Linked DNA regions of Sus scrofa: region 2 is linked to region 1. The links are chromatin contacts, called in public HiChIP or PLAC-seq maps. All regions are on one chromosome and are shown on one strand. Each heading gives the region's core, a stretch centred on a gene start, on an enhancer-like site or on the middle of the called end of the contact. The rest is flanking DNA. Distances are from core to core; before and after follow the strand shown. Region 1 holds the start of ARL5B (ADP-ribosylation factor-like protein 5B). Region 2 holds the start of ITGB1 (integrin subunit beta 1).

Region 1 (6,142 bases), core at 917-3,416:
TACATCTTTTTCTGGTAAAGTCTTCCAGGAGCCACCTGAGAAAAAAAAGCACTCACTTTCTTCTTGGTGACCATCACCACACTTTTACACCTATCTGTGAAATAAATTACCACAGTGCATCCCCCCACCATCTGTCTCATTCACTGATTTCTGAGTGCTTTGAGAGTAAGCAACTGTGTAACTTTCTCGTTTGTTTTTAACCTTTATATCTCCTATGCCTAACTCTGAAGATTGGCCTTTGGCCTATGATTAAATGTTGGTTGTATGAATGAATGAGTGCTAAATGTTCAACAAGGGAGTAAAGGAAAAGGAACACTCTATAAAGTAATGGGGATTTAAGAGGTCTGAACTTTTATGTGACTTTAAAAGTAGTCCATGAATATCTTTCATCATCTTCTGAATTTTCCCTCTAAATCGTTCACTCCCTTCTAGTCTGATTAAGGAAGCCTCAAAACAAACAACAGTGATAAAACAGAGAGAGAGGGGAATGGGACAAGTTACAGATGGAGAACCAATGACATTGGTAATGTTTTATTACTTTAACTATGGGAAAAGATAAGCAGGTGATTCTCGGTTAATCTTTATATTTTTAAATATGTCTTAAAATGCTGCTTTACATAGAAAATTAATGTAACAAGGTTTAGAAAATACAAACTGCTGAAAAAACAATGCACTAAATTTATGGACAATATCCACATGGCGTTAAACTCTGGCCACTTCGAAATCACTTGAAAAGTGCTATCTGTGGTAATTTAGTTTGTACATACACATACATCTATCTTTACTAACTTGTAACCTTGAAAGACTACTTTAGTATTCTTATCAATCTACAGAACAAGGGACTAAAACCATTTCATTCTTTTCATGACGTCTTAAATCCAGAAAAAAAAAAAAGATACCACATTAGCTGTAACAAATCGGTATCGTCATAAAACACTGGCTTTTATTGTGCCCGGGTGTTAAATGCAAAATGAAACTAGTTGAGTAAACTGGTTTCAATTACTGGAAAAAACACTCAGTTAAAAGAATGCCTAAAACTTTACCTACTGCCAGCGCTTTCTGTCTGGTTATTTCCTCTCTTCAGAAGACATCACATCTCATTCACTCTGACTCAGAACAGGTTTTACAACTTTTTGGCCCTTTGGACTTGCAACTTTTAGGCGTCTCAGAACCAGTTCTAGACTAATACGGACACGCAATACCCTACATAGAACTAAAAGCACTTCGAAGAGCTTAGGGTGAAGATTCTCGGAAACCCGTATATCTCAATAGGACAACTCATTCCCCAATCCTGGAGAGCAGGCGAAATGTGAGATAAAGTGAAGGCACACAGGTTTAAAGACCGCGGGGGGCCGAGGGGGAGCAACGCCAGCAATTAAAACAACAAAAAAAGTTGATAGGTTTCTGGACGGACACTTATCCTGAGGCAAGACTTAGGATGCTTACTAAGAAAAGTAAAAAGACCCTCCAAAATGCCTCCGGGTATGATTAGGTGCTTTCCGCTTGCTTTTGCTAAAATCTCCAAATTCTTGGTTTGGATCCTGTGACACCAAATGCCCCCTCTTCTGACTCTCCACTTCTCCCCAACTATCACGTCGCACCTTCTTTCAGCCTAAAAGAGTTTCTCCTCTCCCCCTTGACTAAGTCACTTCTCTGCGTCTCAGAACGTGTGTGTCCACCGAGATCCCTGCGTCCCCCCAGCTGTCCCCTTCGGCGTACAGACCCTCTGCCTCGGATTCGAGCCGTTGCGCAGCTCCATCCCGCTCACCTTGGTTACAGAAGAGGCTCCACAGTTTAGCGAAGATCAGCCCCATCATGAGCACCCTGGCGGGCCTCGGGGTCCCTCAGCAGCAGGTGCCGCTGCGCCGGGCCCCCCACCACGGTGCTGGCCGTGGGTAACAGAGAAGAAGGCGACGGGACCGCGCGGCGAGGGCACTGGTTGGAGAAGAAGCCGCGATCCACCGCTCAGCTACCCGTCAGAAGGCGCCGCGCCTAGTCCTGCCCGAGAGTCCTTTGTTCGAGCCCACTGAGCCCAACGCCGACCCGTAGTCCCCTCGGTCTGAACCCACCTACCCACCAGAGCCTCAACCAGTCCTAAACCCCGCCTCCGCTCCACCTCCCCTCCCGTTCCCGGGACCACCCATTGCCGGAAGGACGGTGCCGAACGTCAGCGCGCTTACGTCAGCCCACGCCCTCTACGTGGCGTTTCCTCAGTCTCACTTCCGGTGGGCGGTTTACGAGCTCCGTGATGGGGGAAGGCTGGGGTGTGCGTGGGAGTCGCGGAGTTTCCCTGGATGAGCGCGCGCTTCTTTGTCCTGTTTAGGGGCGGTTGCCTGTTTCCTTCTAAAGTCTCTGCTGTCTAGCAGGTGCGTCCCTGGCTCCTAAACGTGGGGACAGACTGCAGTTTCTCTAACTGAGCAGCCGCCGTTTGCCGCACTTTCTCTGCGCAGGAGTGGGGAGTTTCTCTCAACTGTCCCACAGTTCAGGCTGGCAGGCAGGCCTGAAGTTCCACCGTGATTCTTAATTCTGAGTAGAATTGATTGCGAGGCGATCCGTGGAGTGCTGGTAGCCACAAAGTTAATCTGTGTGACTAACTTAAGGCTCCCCCAATTTTGCTAAGTATTTTTGTGGATCCCCAAGACACAAAATAAGAAAACTTATTTTGTGAAGTGATTGGAAATAAATTCCTTTAATTACAATGGCATTCTATGACTCGCTCTCTCAAAAAAAAAAAAAGAAGAGTACAAGTGCCGTACATAGAGCAAAGCAAACTGAAATTTCAAGGAAAAAGAAGTCAAACAACTAGGAAATTTAAAAATATAATATTCTTCGGAAGGAACTGTCATAAGCTAACTCAAGAAAATACTTGGAAGAACTGGCTGCAGCTGTAACTGAATTCAATTTATTACTCGGTTGACTAAGAAGTTTGCATATAGATAAGCCAATTTACTACGTAAGAGTTTCATTTCCATTTTCTTTTCCATGGTTAGGTCCTAAGACCTTTAAAAGCTTCACAGGCTGGAATGAAATGTAACAAATTCTGAACCCAGGTGGAGAGAAATTAACTGAAAAAACTATGGACTAAAATGGTGAATTTTAACCCTGGCACCGTGGCCGTTTAACACACCAAACTATTCCATTATTTGTATAAGGAAAAGTGTTTGACTTACGATGTTCTCCTGGTGTTATGGTTCAAAGACCCTTTAAGATATATGTAGGACAGTGTGCTTCAGCATTGGGATATCAAAGGCAGTTTTAACCTCCCATATGGAGGAAAAGGTATGTTATTAAGGCTGTGAAATTTTAGTTTAATAACCATGAATTGGCCCATGATATTTATAAGCCAGTTACATATAATACATAATTTTTTATTTAATGATTTTGTGTTTGTGTAAATAGAGACTTAAATGGACATTTCTAGTCCTTGTTTCTAAAAAGGTCAAACAACTAGGGGTTTTAAAACTACACATATCCAATATTTCTTAGAAGGAACTATTATAAACCAGATAACATTTGGAAGAGCTGGGTACACCTGTATTGAATTAAATTTATTACTCAGTTAATTAAGATAAATTGTGTGCTTGGCTTGAACCACGTGACCAGGACAGCATGCTCTGCCACGGAGGAATGAAACTAAAAAGAGTCCACAACAACTCTTAGAAATCTTTAATGTTCACTGTAACTTTAGCATAGAATTTTCTACAAGTCTTTCATGTTTCTGCATATCTTCTGATACTGTTTTGTGCTGGACCATCTTTTCAAGATATTTGAATGGTGAATAGTTTCAGGAAATGTAACTGGGGCAGAGGGCAGTTTTGTTTGTTTGTTTTGGCTGATCATGATAATAGCAATGTCTCCCACTGGAAAAAGGATGAGAAGGTTTGCTAGCAGCATTCTTAGAAAAGATTGGGGATAGGGCAGAGGGAAGCTCATGGGTGGGTTTGGTCATGCTACCCCATGTCCCCTGGGGAGGTCTGAGACTAGGGCCAAAAGTCACCCTAAGGGGCCATCTTTGAGCTTTAGGGAGATGAGTTTCCAAAGGGAAAAAAAAAGTTCAAGGTTTCCTAAACAGGGTTCCTCTCCGTGAACACAACTCACCAAGTGCGCAGGTGTCACTTGGCCACCATTGCTTTGCTATGTAGGAATCAGGGTTTGTGGAAGCAACAAAATGTTACTCTGGCTGCTGCTATTGCTCTGATTAGTAATCTGTTCTTTGTCCCTGGCCCAGGAGTCTCATATCTTCTGCCAGTGTCTATGATACTGTGGGAGGCTGATTTGTTTTCTTGCAAATAAGGAAAATTGTAGACGCTTTACAGTTCTTGACAGTTCAGTGACAAAGATGGGGTACTAATAAGACATGGCTTCCCGGAATAGGAAATACAAGAGCCTCCCCACAGTCTACTTACTCCACTTAGCATGATTTGAGGGAATTCCTTGGATTTAGTTACAGCCATATCATTCAATGCAGCAGTAAATAATCCTCCACTCTGTTCTCTGCCACTGAGGAGGAATTAGGGAAACAGCTTCAGGTGGAATACTGAAAACAGCTTCAGGTGGAGTACTGGGATGCAGGTTCAAAGGCAGCTGCTGAATCGTGACTTTGTTATCTTTCCTTGGGATAAGGGCTAGTGGGTCAATCTGATGGTCAACATTATACTCATCTTATTATAACAACCAATAACATCCATCCTAGATTAGAGGAAAGTTCTGATACTTTTCAGACAATAATTACACTCACCTGCACCAAACACAAAAAGAGGGAAATTTATGTCTTCTATGGGCAGGAATATTGCAAATCTATAGAATTTTGACTGGTTAGCTTGGGATAAAGGGGAGGAACACATAATATTCTTTAAGGAGGGATGGGAATAGCTTGGCCCTCTTAGCAGCTCAGCTTTTGAATTCTATCAAGCCAATCTTAGATCCTTTCCAAAGATGATAGTAAAAAGTCTCAGAACTTTTTTTGAAGTGGGTTCTGGGCATAAGGGCACTCCAGCTCTCTTAACGAAAGTACCCTGAGATAGAGAAAGCCCCATGGGAAATCACAGATGAGGCACTGTATAGCATGTGGGCACTTATTGCCCTGCCTTATGTCTATACTCTCCCCCATAGTGGCCCCCATGGCCTAAAAGAGGGAGACAAAATGGGTTGTTACATGTTTTATAATAAATCCCCCTGTCGCTCTTGCTCCTGACTGATTCTTCCAGATCGAAAAGTTGGGGTGACAGTAAAGGATTATTAGAAAGAAACAGTTATAGTTCTTGGAATGGAATACATTAATTTGTGTCAGTGGAAGGACAGAAAAAAAAAAAAAAGCACTGAAAGGTACAGGGAAACAAAGGGACTTCATATTCTTCTGTCTTTTAGAACAGCTCCAGGACTCTTTTCTCACAAAGGAAAATATCTTAGTACAGCCCTCCAAACTAGTGAAATTTCTTTGAATTTAACTGACTCTTATCTGCTAGATGGCTTTGACTGTAGTTTGTTATTCTTTTACTCTTATTTCTCAGTATTGGAAATAGCAGCAAATGGTCCCAGCTTTTTCATCTTCCATGGGTATCTTTAAAATTCCATTTTATCTCCTTTTTATATTTGAGTCACTGGATACAACTCTTTTCTGTGTTATTTTATGGTCTGCTTTACATTTTAGAGTATACATCTTTAGCTTACTACATGTATTAGTTTCTTATGACTTCTGCTACAAATTATTACAAACTTAGTGGCTTAAAACTAAATAAATATATTCTCTCATGAAATGTGAAATATTTCATTGTGCTAAAGTCAAAACGTTGGCAGGGTTATACCCCCTCCAGAAGCTCTAAACAGAACTTGTTTCTTGCCTCTTCCAGTTCTTGGTGGTTGCAGACATTCCTTGACTTGTGACAACATCACTTCAGTTTTTGCCTCCCTGGTAATATGCATTCCCCTTTTCTATGTCAAATCTCCCTCTGCCCCTTTCTCATAAGGAAGCTTGTGACACCCAGATTATCCCAGATAATCTCATATCAGAATCCTTAATCACATCTGCTAAATCTATGCTATAAAAGATAACATTCACGGGGCTCCAAAAGTTAAGATGATATTTTATCTTTGGGGGCTATTATCCAGCCTATATCACAATCTACTTTCAAGTGGTATTATA
Region 2 (6,462 bases), core at 2,418-4,917, 430 kb after region 1:
ACCGAGGAAGGGAAGGGCTTTTCTAGATTCCTTCTCCTCCACCCAGCCCTGGCCGTGAAGCAGCTGAGAAGCAGCGTGAAAAGTCTCACAGACTCAATTCCCAAATCGCAGTCGCCCAGCCAGACGGCTCTGAGCTCTCAATCTGCAGATGCAACACCGCTCCAGCCGAGCTGGCCTGCAGATTCAACACCACCCCTGCGGTGAGGTGGCCTCCTCGGTGCAGGTCGCCTCCCAACCAGAAACCGGGCCACTTCTGTTCCTTCCTCCTCTCACCTCAGACACCAAGCTTACCTGTTCTCCTTCCAAAATTAGTAGTTCCTGTTGCCCAACCCAAGTCATCCTCCATACCAAGGACCTCCAAAGCTTTTTAATCCCTCATTTTTATTATTTAAAAAAATCGAGCATACATATGCCATAAAACATGTATTTATAAATTAAAATACATGTACTTCTACAGCAATATAGAATATTATAAATCATAAAAATTTACCCTAAAATGATGAGATTAAAATATGTTTTAATATATATGTATTATAAACAGTCTATTTTCTTCCCACACTCCAGTGAGTTATTTCATACAGCCCGAGGGTCCAGGAAGCAGCACTCTGGAGACTGCATAATGAGACTAGGCCTATAATTACGTGTGTGTTTATATACGTATGTACTAGGTATATTCAAAGCAGTTTTTCACACATTACATGATGACATGATATACACATGCTTCAGCACCATGCTAGATACAGTTAACCTTGTCTTCTAAAGCCACAAACCAAAAATACAGCTTTAAGGCAGTTGACTTTTATTTTATATATAAAACTTAACTCTGTGTAAGATAATTAGTCTTAAAAAAAGATGAGAAATTCACAAAGTATAGCTTGGCTCCTTTTGCATACATCTTCTGAAAAAGATATACTACATTTTTTCACTCATCTATTGAAATATTCTAAGGCTGGGGTTTATAGGGATTGCACTTCCTTTAGCCTAGATACATACTCTTAATGTATGCAGTTTTCTACAGCTATAGATGCTGCTATCATTTCAGGTTCTAAAGACTAATATACTCTTCCCTACTCTCACGCCTGTCGGCGCATCCTCCCTACCCCAATACCCCCACCTGTGCAACAATATAAAAGGACAAAAACCCCACAACACATCACAGTCAGAGTAGACCTGCTAATACAACAAGACATTTACCTACGTGCACAATATGATCTTCTAGGAATCTACTCACAACCAGACAGATCCTACCTCTCCATCCAGAGTGGGGCAATCAGTCCCTATGAATCCTCTCAGATAACTAATTCAATTTCTTACACATTCAGAAATGTCCATTCTCAGAACTCAAAAGTTCTGAAACTTTTACCAGAGAGATGTGTCCTCTCATCATTCCAGCAGAGAACAAACCAGTGTCCTTGTGAAATAATTAAAAACATATATTTCCTTCAGATAGAATATTACCCCTTGATGATAGAAGCCACAATTTGGCAAGAAACCAAACAATAAAGCTACTAAGTGGCCATCATTCCATGAAAACTAGCACCACCTTAAACTGATTTTCACTATTTACAGCCCCAGAGTCCCTCCAGGAGTTAGGAATTCATCCACCCCATTAAAGAAATACATGTGATGCTAATTTGGGGCAGCTTTTAATTATACCGACCAGAAAACTGAGGAAAAAGCCACCTGAATCCAGTGATTTTCAGTATTGCTGATTCGATTCTTTTCACATGCAGGATGTTGACGGGATTATAAAACAATCTTAATATAGAGTATTTTTTAACATTCTTCTAAAAGGAATCAACATTACAAAAGCTTAAATGTTTAGGTCTGTGACCTCAACACAGATGACTTGATTTGGAGTTTGTTTTCTATTTACAGAAGTAAAGTATTAACCACATCCCCTATCTTTTAAACTAGCATTCTAACATCTTCCATTTTATACTGAATTTTAGGGTGAGTAAAATGTCTTGTCTCCTCAGACATCTATAACCAGAACACTGATTTGTTTCACGTGTTTTCTATTTATTAATCCTCTTCACTCATTTATTATTAAACAAGGGACTAAAATTATTTTCAAATATGAACATTACAGTAGGACTCTTAAATAAGCCCTGACCCTCCCTATGGCCTTGATATTCACAGACTTAGAATAGGTAACTTGCAACTAAAATCCCTTAATCATTTCTCAAGTGGTCTATTTATGCAACCTGTTGGAAAGGCTGCATGCAGTTGAAGAAAGATGCCTCATCAAAACATTTAGCATTGGTTATTTTTGTACCACCAAAACAATAAAAAATAACATTCCAGTAACTCTACTCCCCTAAATATTTATGTGGAACGCAGACTCCAAAACGCCTTACTAATGATGCTATCAACTACAGGCATACTTTAAAAAAAAAAAAAAACAAGAAGGAACGAAAAGGAGTTGATATTTATTGAGCATCTACTCTAAGCTAAGTGTTTTCCATTTTCCATTAGCTTTTCACTACACGGTACTTATGCAAGGTTACTTGTGGTTCAAACAACGTCTGCTAGACCCCATGGGTTCTCCTCACTACAGCTGGATGATCACCCAGGCTCCTGGTGTGTCGGTTTCAATTGGAAAACAGGGATAAAAACAGCATATACCTGGTCGGCTCAGATCCAGGGTTAAACGAGAAAATACAGGTGAAGTGTGTAGAGCTAAGCATGGCCCTCACTTATGCCGTTATTATAACAATTACGTTTTCTTATTAGTGTCGGTATTGCTCCCATTTTACAGCAGAGGAAATGGAACCTTAAAGAGTCTAATTTACTAGGGACCAAACCAACCAGCGCTAGATTTTGATCCAAAACACACATCCGATAAAACAAGAATTACTTGGGCATTAAATACTGGCATTCTTAAAAATACGACTTGTTATGAAGCCTAAGCAACCGCACGAATCAGGCAGCGGCTGGGGTTAGCCCTTCGCACCGCCGCCCACAACCAGCCTCGGGGGGAAAGGGGCCCACAGGACGCCCGACCCCGCGCCCCTTCTCCGAGCAACGCCGGAGAGCTGGAGCCGAGGCGGAGCTGTCCCCGCGCGGAGGCCCGGCACCCGCGCGACCCGCCGCGTAAGGCGGCGGGGCCGAGGCCGCTCCCAGGACGCCGGCCCGCGAAGGCCTGTCGGCGCCCAGCCGGCGGGGTGGCGCCCACAGCGGGTGTCCGAGCGGCGGATCCTGGCCCCGGGCCTCCGCAAGCGCGGCCTCCCGCGGACAGCGTCCTGGGCCGGCCCGCACCCTCCACCTCCCCCGGCCGGACAGTCGGAGAGCGAAGCCGGGAGCGGGCGCGGCCCGACTTCCTCCCCCGCCCGACGGCTGGAATCCGCCCCCAGGCCGCGGCCCCCACGCGCGCCCCGGGGCCCCGGGCCGGCAGCGCACCCAGCCCGCCGCCCGCCCGCGCCCACCTTCTCCCGCGGCGCCCGGCCCGCGCGGTCGGCTCCACCAGCGCTCCGCGACTCCCGCTCGGCCTGTCCGAGGGCTGGCGTGGCCTCCCCGGCTGCGGCGCGGGCGCGGCGGCGGCAGCTCCTCCTCCTTCGCGGGCGGGAGGAGGAGACTCGGCGACGCGGGGCCGCCTCCTGGCAGGAAACGACCCCCGCGGCACCGCCTCCTCCGCGCGGCAATCCAGCTCCTCAGGCCGCCGCCGCCGCCCTCTCCCTCCGGAAGCGCATTCCTGCCGGGCGGCGTCAGCCGCGCCCGCGCGGCGGGGGTGGGGGAGGGACGCGGGGTGGGAGGTGGAGGAGGGGCGGGGAGGGCGGCCGCTGGGACAAAGGAGCGGGCCTGCCGGGCGCCGGTGGTGGGGGTCTCTGCCGCAGCGTTCGCCGTGCCTCAGTTTCCTTAGCTGCCCAGGGAGGAAGGGTCTGCGCCGCCCAGCGCGCCTTAATCTCCTCCCGTGAGAAGTTCTGGAGCCTTCTTCCTGCCTTGTCTTAGGTGCTGCTTTCCTAAGGCCGCACGTCTGTCCTGCCCGGGACTGCCTGGTTTTGAACCTTGGAAGCCTTGCCTCCAGGGAGCCGCCGGAGACTCCCGCAAATCAAGACACTTAATCACGCACCTTGCAGGGCTTCCTGGGGCCCAAGACGTTTTCCTTTTGGAAGGGAAGGAGCTAAAGCCAGTATTTTTCTGGCGTGAGGATTTGCCTGACTTACGTCTTTGAGAAAGGGGGAGACTTAGGGAGGAGATGGGGACCCAGAAAGAGAAAAGTTTTAGAGAAAAAGTAAATTGGAGAGCAGCTTTTGTTAGGTTAATCTGGACGTCCGTTTATGGGGAACGCGGATGAGAAGGAAGTTTCCTCCTTGATACGGTTTCCGTTTATCCTCAGTTTTTTTAGTAGGTGGGCTGGGGGGCTGCAGAAGAAGGGACGTTTAAAACACGAGAAGAGAAACATTTCATTATGAGCAAGGCTGGGCACTTCTTAATCAGAGGAATGAAACCTGTGCCAACCGGCATCATACTGAAACCCAGTCACTTTGACTATGCTGCTGGCAGGCTGCCATCCTGTTAGCAGAAAATGTGCTTCGCCACGTGGTGAGCTGGAGCACCCTGTTGGGAATAGAACTCGAATTATGAGATTTGTGAAATGGAGAAGTAGTGTTTCATTTGGGGGAGATTAGAAGCCGCGATGCCCATTTAGCTGCCAACCTTAAAAGAAGCTCACACAATCCCATCTATGGAAACTTTGTTCATTGCTTACCAGCAAAATCAAATCTGTTGGTTAGGTAATCTCTGGGAACCTCTAAAGAAATGGGAATGATTTTTCCCGTTTAATAGATGACCAAAGTTAACGGACTAAATCATGTTTCCCTATTTGTGTAATCTGAAAGAGGATACAAATGGACTTGGTTTCAAAACAAACCAGACTCAGAAAATAATCCTATAGTTAAGGGTGGGGGAAGGGATAAATTAGGAGTTGGGGATTAATATGTACATACTACTATATACAAAACAGATGAACAACAATTTTCCTACTTATAGCACAGGGAGCTATATTCAATAACTTGTAGTAACCTACCTATAACGGAAAAGAATCCAAGAAAGAACATATATTTAACATGTAACATAACTGAATCACTTCATTGTGCCCCTGAGAACTAACACAACATCGTAAATCAACTATACTTCAATTTAAAAAATCAATGTTTCTATATCAATAACCCAATGATGCAGCTACCACCAGAATTCAACATTCTTTTTTTTTTTTTTTTCCTTCCCATTTATTTATTTATTTATTTATTTTGTCTTTTTGCCATTTCTTGGGCCACTCCCACGGCATATGGAGGTTCCCAGGCTAGGGGTCGAATTGGAGCTGTAGCCACTGGCCTACGCCAGAGCCACAGCAACGCGGGATCCGAGCCGCATCTGCGACCTGCACCACAGCTCACGGCAACGCCGGATCATTAACCCACTGAGAGAGGCCAGGGATCGAACCCGCAACCTCATGGTTCCTAGTCGGATTCGTTAACCACTGTGCCACGATGGGAACTCCAGAATTCAACATTCTTGAATTTAAAGGTACCAGTTATACCACTGTTTAAAATTAATCAGAACTGGACTAGTCTCAGCACAGGTTGTAGTTCAAAGGTAAAGTAATTTATCCATGCCTGATTTGCACTATATGTCCCAGAATTTTCCTCCCTGTGTGATTTTCCACAAGAATACTATGAGGTTCACATCTGCAAAACACTAAACTAATTGAATTAGCTCAAGGGCAGTTTAATCAACTTTTTAATCCCAGTATCAAACACTGTTGCAGATCACATAATAGGGGCCCAGTATTTGATAAATGAATAAATGGGTCTTTTTGCTCCCCTGAAATCACACTAGAACTTTTGGCTAAAGTGTGAGGAGCAATTTATGTACAGAAGTCATGAGCTTTGAGGAAATGAGAAATTAGAAGAAATACTCTCTAAGAAATATGTGATTGGTCACGGGTATGACTCCATTTGTGATTTCATATAAATATTAATCAGTAGGCAGTTAGCTAACTATAAAATTTATGAACATTGCAGACAAAGGTTGGTCAGTCTTACCATGTTCAACAGAAATCCTGGTAAGTAGAACTAGTGTAAGTCACGCTGCTAAACCATGTCATTATAGCACATCTATTAGATCTTGATTTAAGATAAATCATATTTTACCTATACTCTCTCCCTGTTATTATAAATTGTCCTCTGCCATGTCATTATGTCAAATAATTAAAAGTTGACTTTCCTTTAGTTTTGGCATCTTAGTACTACTTGCTGTTCAAAGTATATCTTTATTCACCTACTGTTCTCCAAAATAGTTTCAAAGCTGCTCACCAGCAGACTTTATTGGAGGCCCAAGTTCATTTCAGTGTTTGACCCCCATTTCTATTTAAAATTAAAGGCTAGGCTTATGTAAATGAAAGGAACCACAAATATTTAATCGAGTACAAAAGAGGCTAAAGGCCTCTCTAGAAACCTG

The links. HiChIP or PLAC-seq counts read pairs in DNA pulled down with a chosen protein or histone mark.
Region 2: a contact with region 1 is called in an H3K27ac HiChIP or PLAC-seq map of alveolar macrophages. The contact joins the promoter of ITGB1 here to the promoter of ARL5B in region 1. A contact is called at or near these places in 2 of 5 promoter capture datasets (fetal liver and liver), 3 of 47 Hi-C or Micro-C datasets (embryonic fibroblasts, liver and skeletal muscle) and 1 of 2 datasets of contacts at active chromatin or transcription factors (alveolar macrophages).

The regions. Positions count from the first base shown.
Region 1 is chr10:55,698,223-55,704,364 of Sscrofa11.1, forward strand. It overlaps ARL5B (ADP-ribosylation factor-like protein 5B), which reads right to left and starts at 2,167. Exons shown (of 6, transcript XM_005668272.3): 1 at 1,769-2,167. The coding sequence starts at 1,817.
Region 2 is chr10:56,126,941-56,133,402 of Sscrofa11.1, forward strand. It overlaps ITGB1 (integrin subunit beta 1), which reads right to left and starts at 3,668. Exons shown (of 16, transcript NM_213968.1): 1 at 3,429-3,668.